Linked DNA regions of Mus musculus: region 2 is linked to region 1. A link is a contact called in public Hi-C data. All regions are on one chromosome and are shown on one strand. The core of a region is the stretch at or near the end of the contact, and the rest is flanking DNA. Distances in the headings are between cores, read along the strand shown.

What was found. Hi-C and Micro-C count contacts between places; a contact is called where the count stands out from the background.
Region 2: a contact with region 1 is called in a Hi-C map of cerebellar granule neurons, with 2.7 times the contacts expected there. The contact joins the enhancer-like site here to the promoter of Runx1t1 in region 1. A contact is called at or near these places in 15 of 484 Hi-C or Micro-C datasets (the 3T3-L1 cell line, the HPC-7 cell line, brain and 7 more), 1 of 115 datasets of contacts at active chromatin or transcription factors (craniofacial prominence) and 2 of 9 other capture datasets (adipose tissue and pancreatic islet).

What each region holds. Positions count from the first base shown.
Region 1 is chr4:13,782,851-13,787,389 of GRCm38.p6, forward strand. Runx1t1 (RUNX1 translocation partner 1) reads left to right here and starts at 1,932. Exons shown (of 11, transcript NM_009822.3): 1 at 1,932-2,291. The coding sequence starts at 2,285.
Region 2 is chr4:13,851,549-13,856,442 of GRCm38.p6, forward strand. The region is part of intron 5 of Runx1t1 (RUNX1 translocation partner 1); the gene reads left to right. Among named protein-coding and RNA genes, the nearest start is that of Runx1t1, 69 kb to the left of the region's middle. Within about 2 kb of position 2,868, at least 5 of the 459 cell types and tissues checked have an H3K27ac peak or open chromatin away from gene starts, as enhancers often do. A contact at or near this core is called in cerebellar granule neurons and embryonic fibroblasts, where this site is marked.

The sequences.
Region 1 (4,539 bases), core at 682-3,181:
AGACCCAGTTTTGAAACCAGATATCATCCAGTTTTCTTGACGTGTATTGCATTTTGTCATATGACTTTCTATTTTAGAAGTGATTCACCGTGCATATTGATGAAAGGTTGGGTGCCCCACTGTGAAAATGTTTTCTTTCTTCCATAGGTATAGTATTAAAGAAAAAAAAAATTGGTGTGTAGCATTGAATGGCTTTTCAAAACTACTCCTTAAAAAAATGGAAGTCTTCAGATTTAGGATTCTGGATTCCATAAAGGCCCTTATGCCAGCACTTAATTGGTGATCACACTCATGCATGCTATAACAATTTCTGTCACAAGAATGTTTGAGCTTGCTGCTTAACAGAACTGAAATCCATTACACAGAACCTCATTACAAGTGACACCCAACTAAGATGAACAAAAAGATTGCCCTCATAAATAGAGTGTAGTATACTATTCTTGACAGAACAGAGTAATCACTATGAATTGTCGTCTTTTTACAAGTTGTCTCTGACAGAGATGGATTTTTGAGGGGTTCACTGGCTGAAGCAGCCCTTCTCAGGTTCAGCGTTCAGGGGCTGTAGAAGTTCTTACTGATCGATGCTGTTTATCAAAGATGATATATTTTTCGTTTGTGCAAGGTGTGTGTTGTGTGCATGTGCTCTGAAGCCCTCTCAGGCGAAGGGACAGGGAGGCAGTGGGTAGAGGTCAAAATCACTGCCTGTTTTCAGATGGGGTCTGTTAGTAGTTCTTGAAGGCAGCAAGGAGGGGAGAAAAATCAACCTGATGAAAGCTTATGGAAAATGTCGAATAAGCAAAGGACACATGGACCACTGCCAGAATAGCAAGAGTTAAAGGGGCCGGTCCCTCTTCATGGTCACTGAGCTGGCTGGCTGGTCAGTCCTGAGTAGAATTGTTTAGTAGAATTGTGTGTGTCTAGTGGATTGGCTGTACACTGGAAAGGTAGAGAGCCCAAGGGCTTGACCACCATGTGAGCCCTGTTGTTAAAACAAACAATCAAACACAGACCCAGAGAAGAGTTCCCAAGTGTTAAATTGTGAAGAAGAGTTTTAGAAGAGAATAATGTTTTCCTTCTGCCTGGCATCTTTGTGTGTTTAGAAACAGGCGGGCAAGGCAGGCAGGCAGGCAGGCTTGTGTTTCTCCTATGAGGCAAGGATGTTTTACAAAGGACTGAAGACACACTGCTGGGAAGGAAATAGGCAGCTTTAGATAAAGCACTGTAACAAAGGCTCCCAGTTTTATATATCATGGTGTCCATTAAAGCTTAATAGGGAAGAGTCCATTGAACCAGGCTGGGTATGTGTTATTCACAGTCAGGAGAAACATTTAAGGGTGTCTCCCCCCCCAGCCCCCCTTGCACCCCCCCCCCCAGCACCCCTTCCCAAAAAGGCATGATTGTTTAGCTTTTGAAAAGGCATTACAATGAAGAGTTTGTTTTTGTCTCCTGTGGATCTCTATGTAAAGTAGAGGAAAGTAAGCTGAAAGTGTTTGGAGCAAATCAACCTGGGAGCCCAGTGGATTGAAAGCACTGTAGTGAACTAAAAACGGTTAGATTCTGCCTCAGAAAAAAAGTGTTCTGTTTGACCCACGCTACTGGGAAGCTGGAAGTGTTCTGCTCATACTTTGTGCTGGGCGATGAACTGGCACAGCCCGGTCTTACAAGAGGTTTTTAGGTTGTTTGGGGTTTCCAGATCAATAAAAAAAGCTTTGTGGTCTGTGCCCTTGTTTGTTTTAAACCAAACTTCCCAGTAATGCCTGTTAAAATTAGAAGATGAAGGACAGCTTTCAGTGTGAGTTGGGGTCAGGTCAACATTGCCATCTTTTGGCAAAATAAGGGTTAACTTGGAGCTGGGAAGGGGTGGTGATAGTGAATGAATTATTCAGCATTTAGCTTATCTTTCTGCATTTCACTTTCTGCTTTTTGGTGCTCTGGAACTGGGGCAGGAGGAAGAGTGGAGAAAGGGAGACAGGAGTTGTGATACTTTGTACACACGTCCCTGTCATTGTTCTGCCTGAAGAGACAGGGCTGGGTTCAAGGCCACATGTGTTCCTGTCATCCTGCACATTTCTGCTCCAAGTGCAATCCGGAGTGTCAGCTCTCCATCTGTCTCTGCCTGGCAGGCGCACGCGCCCAGCACCCTGCCTCGGGCCATGCCGCCCCAGCCCCTCTGATGGCCCTCCTCTCCACCGCCCCGCACATTCCAGAACAGGAGGCATGAGCCCGCATCGCGCTCCCTCTTAACACAGAGTTGCTTTCAGTGTGTTACACGCTGGATTCCGGGATGCCTGGTGAGTGAGTCCTCTTTTCTTGCAAGGAAGGAAGCTTTACTTTCTGTAACGCGTGGAAAATGCCGACTGCACCACGACTGCTGTACTGGATGAGGGCAGGGAGAGGCTGTGGGGTGATAGAGGTGTGATTGGGAGGTGACACAAAGAAAGCTGGATTTAGGGGTGTAGGATATGGGGAGATACTCCTTTGAAACTGAGGGGAAGGAAGCCGTGGATGTTTGCCTGAGCAGTTTACACAGGGGATTAGCTCCACTGAGAAGTGTTTTCTGTTCTGGGTCTCTGGACTATCATCTGTACTTCTTTGCTGGTTATTTGCCTGTGGAGAGAGTTTTTAGATTATGGTAGAATTCTTGGAGAACGTCTTTGAAGAGCTGTTTATGTCAAAGAAAATGAAGGCAGCTTTGGCACTAGAAGGAATTTCTCGCTCTAAATCATAGTCCTTAGATGTTATCATGTAAGTAATTGAAATCGGGTCATTTAGAAGAAGTATGCTGAATTAGTGACATTCCTGTGTCCCTGGAAATTTAGTGTATGACAATTCTCCAGAAAAATATTATCTTTGGAAACTGAAGTGTTTCTGTGATTGCTGCCAGGGAAAACTGTGTTTGTGAAGCCTGCTGCAGGAGAAGGGCTGTCTCTGCTGCTCTCCAGAACTCTCTAAATTGTCCTGTGCCGAATGCAGAGCAGATAAAGGCAGGGCACACAGAGATCCTCCAGCTGGCTGGCGCATGCAGATTATTTGGGTAGGGCAGGCAGAAGAGGCCGTGCTTGGTCAGAGTTTGCACACCTCCCAGATGGTGTTTTGAAACATTATCTGCCAGCTTTCTGAAACCACAGTTGTGTGTAGGTATCGCCAGTTGTTTGAAGAGTGTTTTCCCTTTAGGATACGTCTTGGAGTCTGCTCTCCTCGTTATTGATATGTGTGCAGAAAGGACAAGTTTGCCCAGGATTGCACTTCCGTTGCTGTTGTTCAGGGGACTAGCAATGCATAGAAGCTGAAATATGGGGAAATTCAATTACCAAAAAAGATAATAACTGAGGTCTTAGAAAGGTCATTTTAACTCTTTAAGCTCTCAGCTTGATTTATATGCAATATGTAACTGAGGAAGAAATGTGCCCTTATTATATAATATAGAACTGGTGAAGAAGTGCTTGTATTTTATTTGTTTGTTTGTTGTTGTTGTTGTTGTTGTTGTTGTTTTACAAGGCCATTGGAGCACAGTTTCATGGAAATTTATAAAAATTCATAGGTTCTTTGTTTTTATGCTCTTAATAGATGAGTATTACATGGTCTGGCAGCACCCACCAGAGTCTGTGATATTTTGGTAAAATAGAACCAAATCTGCTTGTCAGTGACAAAGGGGGAGGGGTACTAGTTAGGACCTCTTCTCCTGATTCCTCACATGACTTTTAAAGAAAGCTCCAAAGCACTGAATTGTACTTAAGGCTTTGCCATTGGAAGTTGGCTTTAGTGTTAAGTTGTTAATACCTGACTGGTTCTGTAGTGGTGTTCTGAAGTTTGAGCTCTCTGTGTGTCTGTCTGTCAGTCTCTGTTTTTCTGATTGTCTCTCTCTCTGTCTCTCTCTCTCCCTATGTCTCTTCCTTTCCTTCTCCCTCTCCCCTCCCCTAGTTCTCTCTCTCTCTCTCTCATTCTCTGGACCCCTCCTTCCCTCCCTCCCTCCCTCTCTCCCTCCCTCCCTCCCTCCCTCCCTCCCTCCCTCCCTCCCTCCCTCCCTCCCTTCCTCCCTCTTTCTCCCACTGTGTTAGAAGATCTTGTACTTGGATGCAGAGACTAGCAGCAGCTGTGACTGTGAGCATGTTCCAGGATGACCATACTTGAACAGATCTGATACTTGGCTATTTTTTGACACCCATCTGTATTTTTTTAAAAATCTATTATCAGATGGGCTACCTCTTAATATGTTCTAGCATATTTTCATCCATTCATGTATATTTATATTAATGGACTTTCTTTTTAGCCATCGTGGGGGTAGCTTTGCAATTTTACTAAAGCAGTCTAGGTAGAAGTTTAAAAGGAAAACTGTGTTTGTATAACCTGGTGTCACTGTTCCTCTTTTTATTGCCTACACATTTACATATCAACTTTCCAATTGATTTATTTGTAGTTCAAGTGTCAGAAGTGGTTCCTTGTCTCAGACTTGACGTAATAATTCTCAGATCTAAGACCTCCTTTATAAACTTTAGCATCACTAGACACAGATGTGCAGATGCTTAGCTTATCCAGACG
Region 2 (4,894 bases), core at 1,618-4,117, 70 kb after region 1:
TCTGTAAGGTTTGGCAACAGCTGACACTCCAACTAAACTGTGTATGTCCATTTCTTCTTAATAAAATGAATGAGGGTCCAATCTTTTTTATTTTCTAAAAACCAAAATGTACATACACGATAGGGGAAAACTGCATGATTACTCAATTCTACAAATAAGAACTAAATCTGCATGTTCAACTGCAGTTAATATCCAATGAGAAAGCAGGATTTTTTTTTTATAATATAGTCATGTTTTGCATGCACCTGTATGCATTCCTCAGTTTCAGGAAGGATGCAGTGATCTCTGTGGTAATTATTTTCTTATTCATATAAGTTATGAAGCCTTCTGGTGAAATAGCATTGGCTGACAAAGAAGAAATGGTTGAAGGGACATTTCCACCATCATGAATCCTAGCTTCAACTTAAGTAGCCTTCCTTCTTGTCACTCCTGTAGGGTCCAGCTGTTCCAAATATTCCCCCATGCCTACCGTATTATTGCCATTTATGGTGTCTGCCCTCTTTCCTACACCTTATGTATCATGACTCTACACAGGCTTCCCAGCCTGACTCAGTATCTATTACGTGCATGACAATGGCCACTGTTTACTGAGGTCTTAACATGTGCTAGGCTCTGTACTAACCTACAGGGTTATGTATGGATTTAGGAAGGTTAGATACTATGGCTGAGCTCACATGGCTTCCAAGAGGGGATCCTAACCCTGGGTTCTCTGACTTCAACAGCTATGTTTGTAAAGCTGTGATTTTCTAATCCTGGCCCCTAGTTCCATGACTGGCGAACTAAGTGCCCTAATGAATTTGTTGGACGCCAGATGAGTTTTCCTCCTTCTGCCCTCTAGTTCTCTCAGCAGGTCTAAGATAATCAGTCTTTGTTTTGCAAATGGAAACACTGAATTTCTTAAAACGTTATGGCTTCTGTGTTCATATGGCTAGAAATGGCAGAGATAAATGCTCGAGCCAATTCTTTGTGACTCAAACGCCCCTGCTCTTTTGAGTCCGTTCTGGAGAAATGCCTTTTCTCATTGACATCTCTTAGTAATTAATCTGCTTCTCTGGACCCTTTTGGTCCACAGATTCTGTGTGAGTGGAGAATCTCAGAGCTTCAGTTGTATAACTTTTAACTTAGTAAGGAATTTAATAAGAATTTACTCCTAGGCTAGGAATAATGGTACCTAACTATAGTTTCATCACTCAGCTAAGACAAGAGGATCTCAAGTTTCAGGCCTGCCTGGACGTCACAGTAGCACAGTGTTCCACATTAAGCTTGGTGTATAGCTTAGTTGCAGATGATAGAGCATTTTGCCCATGTGAGCAATTCCCCAGTTCAATCTCCATCAAACACAGACATACCAGTGCACCCATGGGGATGTTCATGCATGCATGCATGTGTGTGTGCGCGCACACACACACACACACACAATTTAATTTTACCCATAATATCAGGGAGTAACCTTCTGTTAAGATCAAGGCTGCAGCAAATGGGAACAACTATAGAGAACCACAGCCAGACAATACACAGAGAGTAAGAGACTATGGAGCACTCAGTTCTAAATGGGATGACTCTATCAAATCCCCTGCCCTCCCCTTCCCCCAGTCTCAATGCTCAGGGAACCCAGGGAAGAGTATGTAGAACATGTGTAAGAACCAGAGAGGATGGAGGACACCAGGAGAACGTGGTGCTGTGAATCAACTGGGCAAAGCTCTTTAGCTCAAAGAGACAGAATGGGTGTCAGCAAGCACGGAGCCTGCAAGGGCCTTCACCACATCCTTTGCATGTATGTCATAGTTTTCAGTTTGGTATTTTTACAGGATTCCTCAGTGTGTGAGTAAGTGGGTCTCTGATTCTTGTGCCTCCTTTAGGGTTCTTTTCCTTCTGTTGGGTTTGCCTTGTCCAATTTTCAGTGTGATTGGTGTGTGTGTGTGTGTGTGTGTGTGTGTGTGTGTGTGTGTGTTTTGTTTTTGTTTTTAATCTTTCTATATTTTATTTTGTTAGGCTTTGTTATTATCTCTGTTATTTTCTTTTTAATTTAATTTTAATTTTTTTACCTATTCACTTTACATCCCACTCACTGCCCCTGGTTACCCCCTTCCACAATCCTTCCCCACCCCCCCTCTTCTAAGTGCGCCCCCGCCCCCAATCCCTGCTATCCAGTATCCTGGCAATTCAAGTCTCTGGAGCTTGGGGACTCTTATGAAAGAATAAGAGGAAGGATTGAAGCCCCCTAAGGGTTTAATGATTCCACAGGAAGAACAACAGAGGCAACTCACCTGGACCTTTGGGGCTCTCAGAGGCTGAACCACCATCCAAAGAGCATACATGGACTGGACCTAGGCCTCCCCACACATAAGTAGCAGATGTGCAAGTTGGTCTTCCTATGGGTCCCAAACACCTGGAATGGGGGCTCTTAAAGCTCTTGCCTGTAAGTGAGATTATATTCTTTTTCTAGCTGGGCTGCCTTGTCTGGCCTCAGTGGGAGAGGAAGCACCTAGCCTTACAACTACTTGAAGAGCCTATTCTTTTGTAATGAAAGACAGGGGGAGGGAGAGAATAGGACACCTGGAGGATTAGAGGGAGGGGAAACTGTAATCACGATATATTGCATGAGAAAAGAATCTACTTTAATGAAAGAGAAAAGAGAGACCAAGTCTCATCTTTGAATTTCCATTAAAGAGTAACCCAGGAACCAAATGTGGAGATTGGCTGCAGGACCAGGAGAAACTGGTGGGCTCTGACTAGAATACGCTGATGACAAGTTGGAACATGAAGACAGTAAGAGAAAACATGGACTATTTCTGTAGTGGCAGAGATTAGACGATGCACAGGGGACAGCCAGTGACACTCTAACTGTTGAACAGATGGTCAGGGTTAGGAGGCATATGAAGGAAGAATTCCTTCCTCCCAGTTGGGGGGAAGGATGCTCAGGTGGCTCTCTGAACCTGTATGTTATAATCCTTGAAGGGCCAGGCGTCTTTCGTGTGTCTGGAGTAGCAGACAACCACCTGCCTCTCATATCTTTCTGAAGACAGTTGTGCATGTTGCCAGAATGTGTCTCTCTTGGGTAGTTGTAGCAATAGAGAGATTAAAGGTGTTTTTCTCCATCTGGCCCAGTAGTGACAGTCCTGTGGCATTCCAATATCTGTTTCTCTGTCCCTCACTGTCCACACATTCCTTTTCCTGAAGACTGGTAGGAAAACACAGAAGTCACCTCAGACTTTCATGGAGAATTAGCTTTTTTTTTTTTTTTTTTTTTTTTTTTTAAGCAGACAGCAAGATTTAGAATTTGTTTGTTTGTTTCAGATACACATCAAGAAAAAATTATGATGTAAAATTCTTATTTAAAGTCATCCATTTCTGAATAGTTTATGAAAGGACTTCTTGTACAATTATGTTTGAAAATGATGCTTTTCCCCCTTTGAATCAAGGTTCAGTCATGCCATGAGAGCTCAACAAACAGTACATTTCAGAAGAGGGAACACATGTGTGATGTTGGTTCTAACGTTCTTAGTCTTTTCTTTAATAGAAACTTTTTCTCCTAAAGTTGATATGTACATACCTGAAGTTTAAGAAGAAAATAATTTAAGTCTTTGTGCTTGACAGAAGGGATTTCAGATCAATGTCTCCTTCCTGCCCATCTTTTGCTCAGGGCCACAGTCCAGCATTGAATATGGTTGTGGAGACTAACAGCAAGCAAGTTGAGAGAACATCTTTGTGCTCAGATGCTGGCTTAGTGGGATAGTGGAAAGACACGATGAAGCAAAGTGCTCTGAATAAGAGAGGATGGACCACCAACAAAATTTAGTTCTGCAGAAGACGACATTCTGGAGACAGCATAGGAGATGGTGAAAGGAGCAAGAGACGGAGAGAGGGCAGACTGAGTCCACCCTGTTTGAAATGCCTGTTGGGCTCAAGTGAATGAGCATTTAAGGCATTTTCTGAAGTTAAGAATCCATTTTTGATGGGACCAAGATTAGAATTTTAGCTGCATCATTTTTTGTTTGTTTATTTGTTTGTTTTTGAGACAGGGTCTTTCTCTGTAGTCTAAGTTGGTTTTGAACTGGCAGTCTTCCTATGTCAGCTTCCAAGGATTATAGACGTATACTACCACACCAGGGCGAGTCTTCCCCATTCTAAGGTTTCTTAGACAATGAAGTATTGCCTATCCCCAGAAACATTTTATAGGAGATTTTCTCAATATAAAAGATACATCTAGAAAAAAAGAAGAGCTCAGACCCACTCACATCATTCAGGAGGTTGGTCTTGGCTCTCTTGGTCACCTCCTTCTCTTTCTTGATGGCTTATTCTATTTGTTTTCCATCTTTTTGAATGATGTAGTTTGTTGTATTTTACAGAGTGATTATCAGTGCACACTGTCATAGGTTGATACAAATTTCTTGTAGAACTTTAAGAAATATTTATTTTATTATTGTTTTTTAATTATGTGTATGGGTCTGTCACGGGCCATGTGCCAGAGACATCAGATCTGCTGCTATATGTAATTGCAAACCGTAATTGCCAGTCATCAAAACTTGCATCTTCTGCAAGAACAGTCTATGCTCTTAATCACCAGGCTGTCTCTCTAGTTTCTCATGTAGACTTTAATTTTTTTCCCCTGTGTTGATTGATAATCTTTATGACTAAGAAACTAGAAACAAAATCGCCTCAGTGTGGTAAAGAGTGTATTTAGCTTTTTGAGTTGTTCCTCTAATATTTTTATGTGACTTTCCCACCTTAATGAGCAGGTACCTGAGGCTAGAGGTAAGGAACCCAAGGCCAAGCTGCATCTCCGCTGGGCTTAGGTTAGACCTTGTGAGTGGTTTGGACCAAGTGTTGAATGACGAGCGTCCGTTCAGATGATAGCTTCTGGTTGGGGACATAGCATCCAGAGGTAGACTTT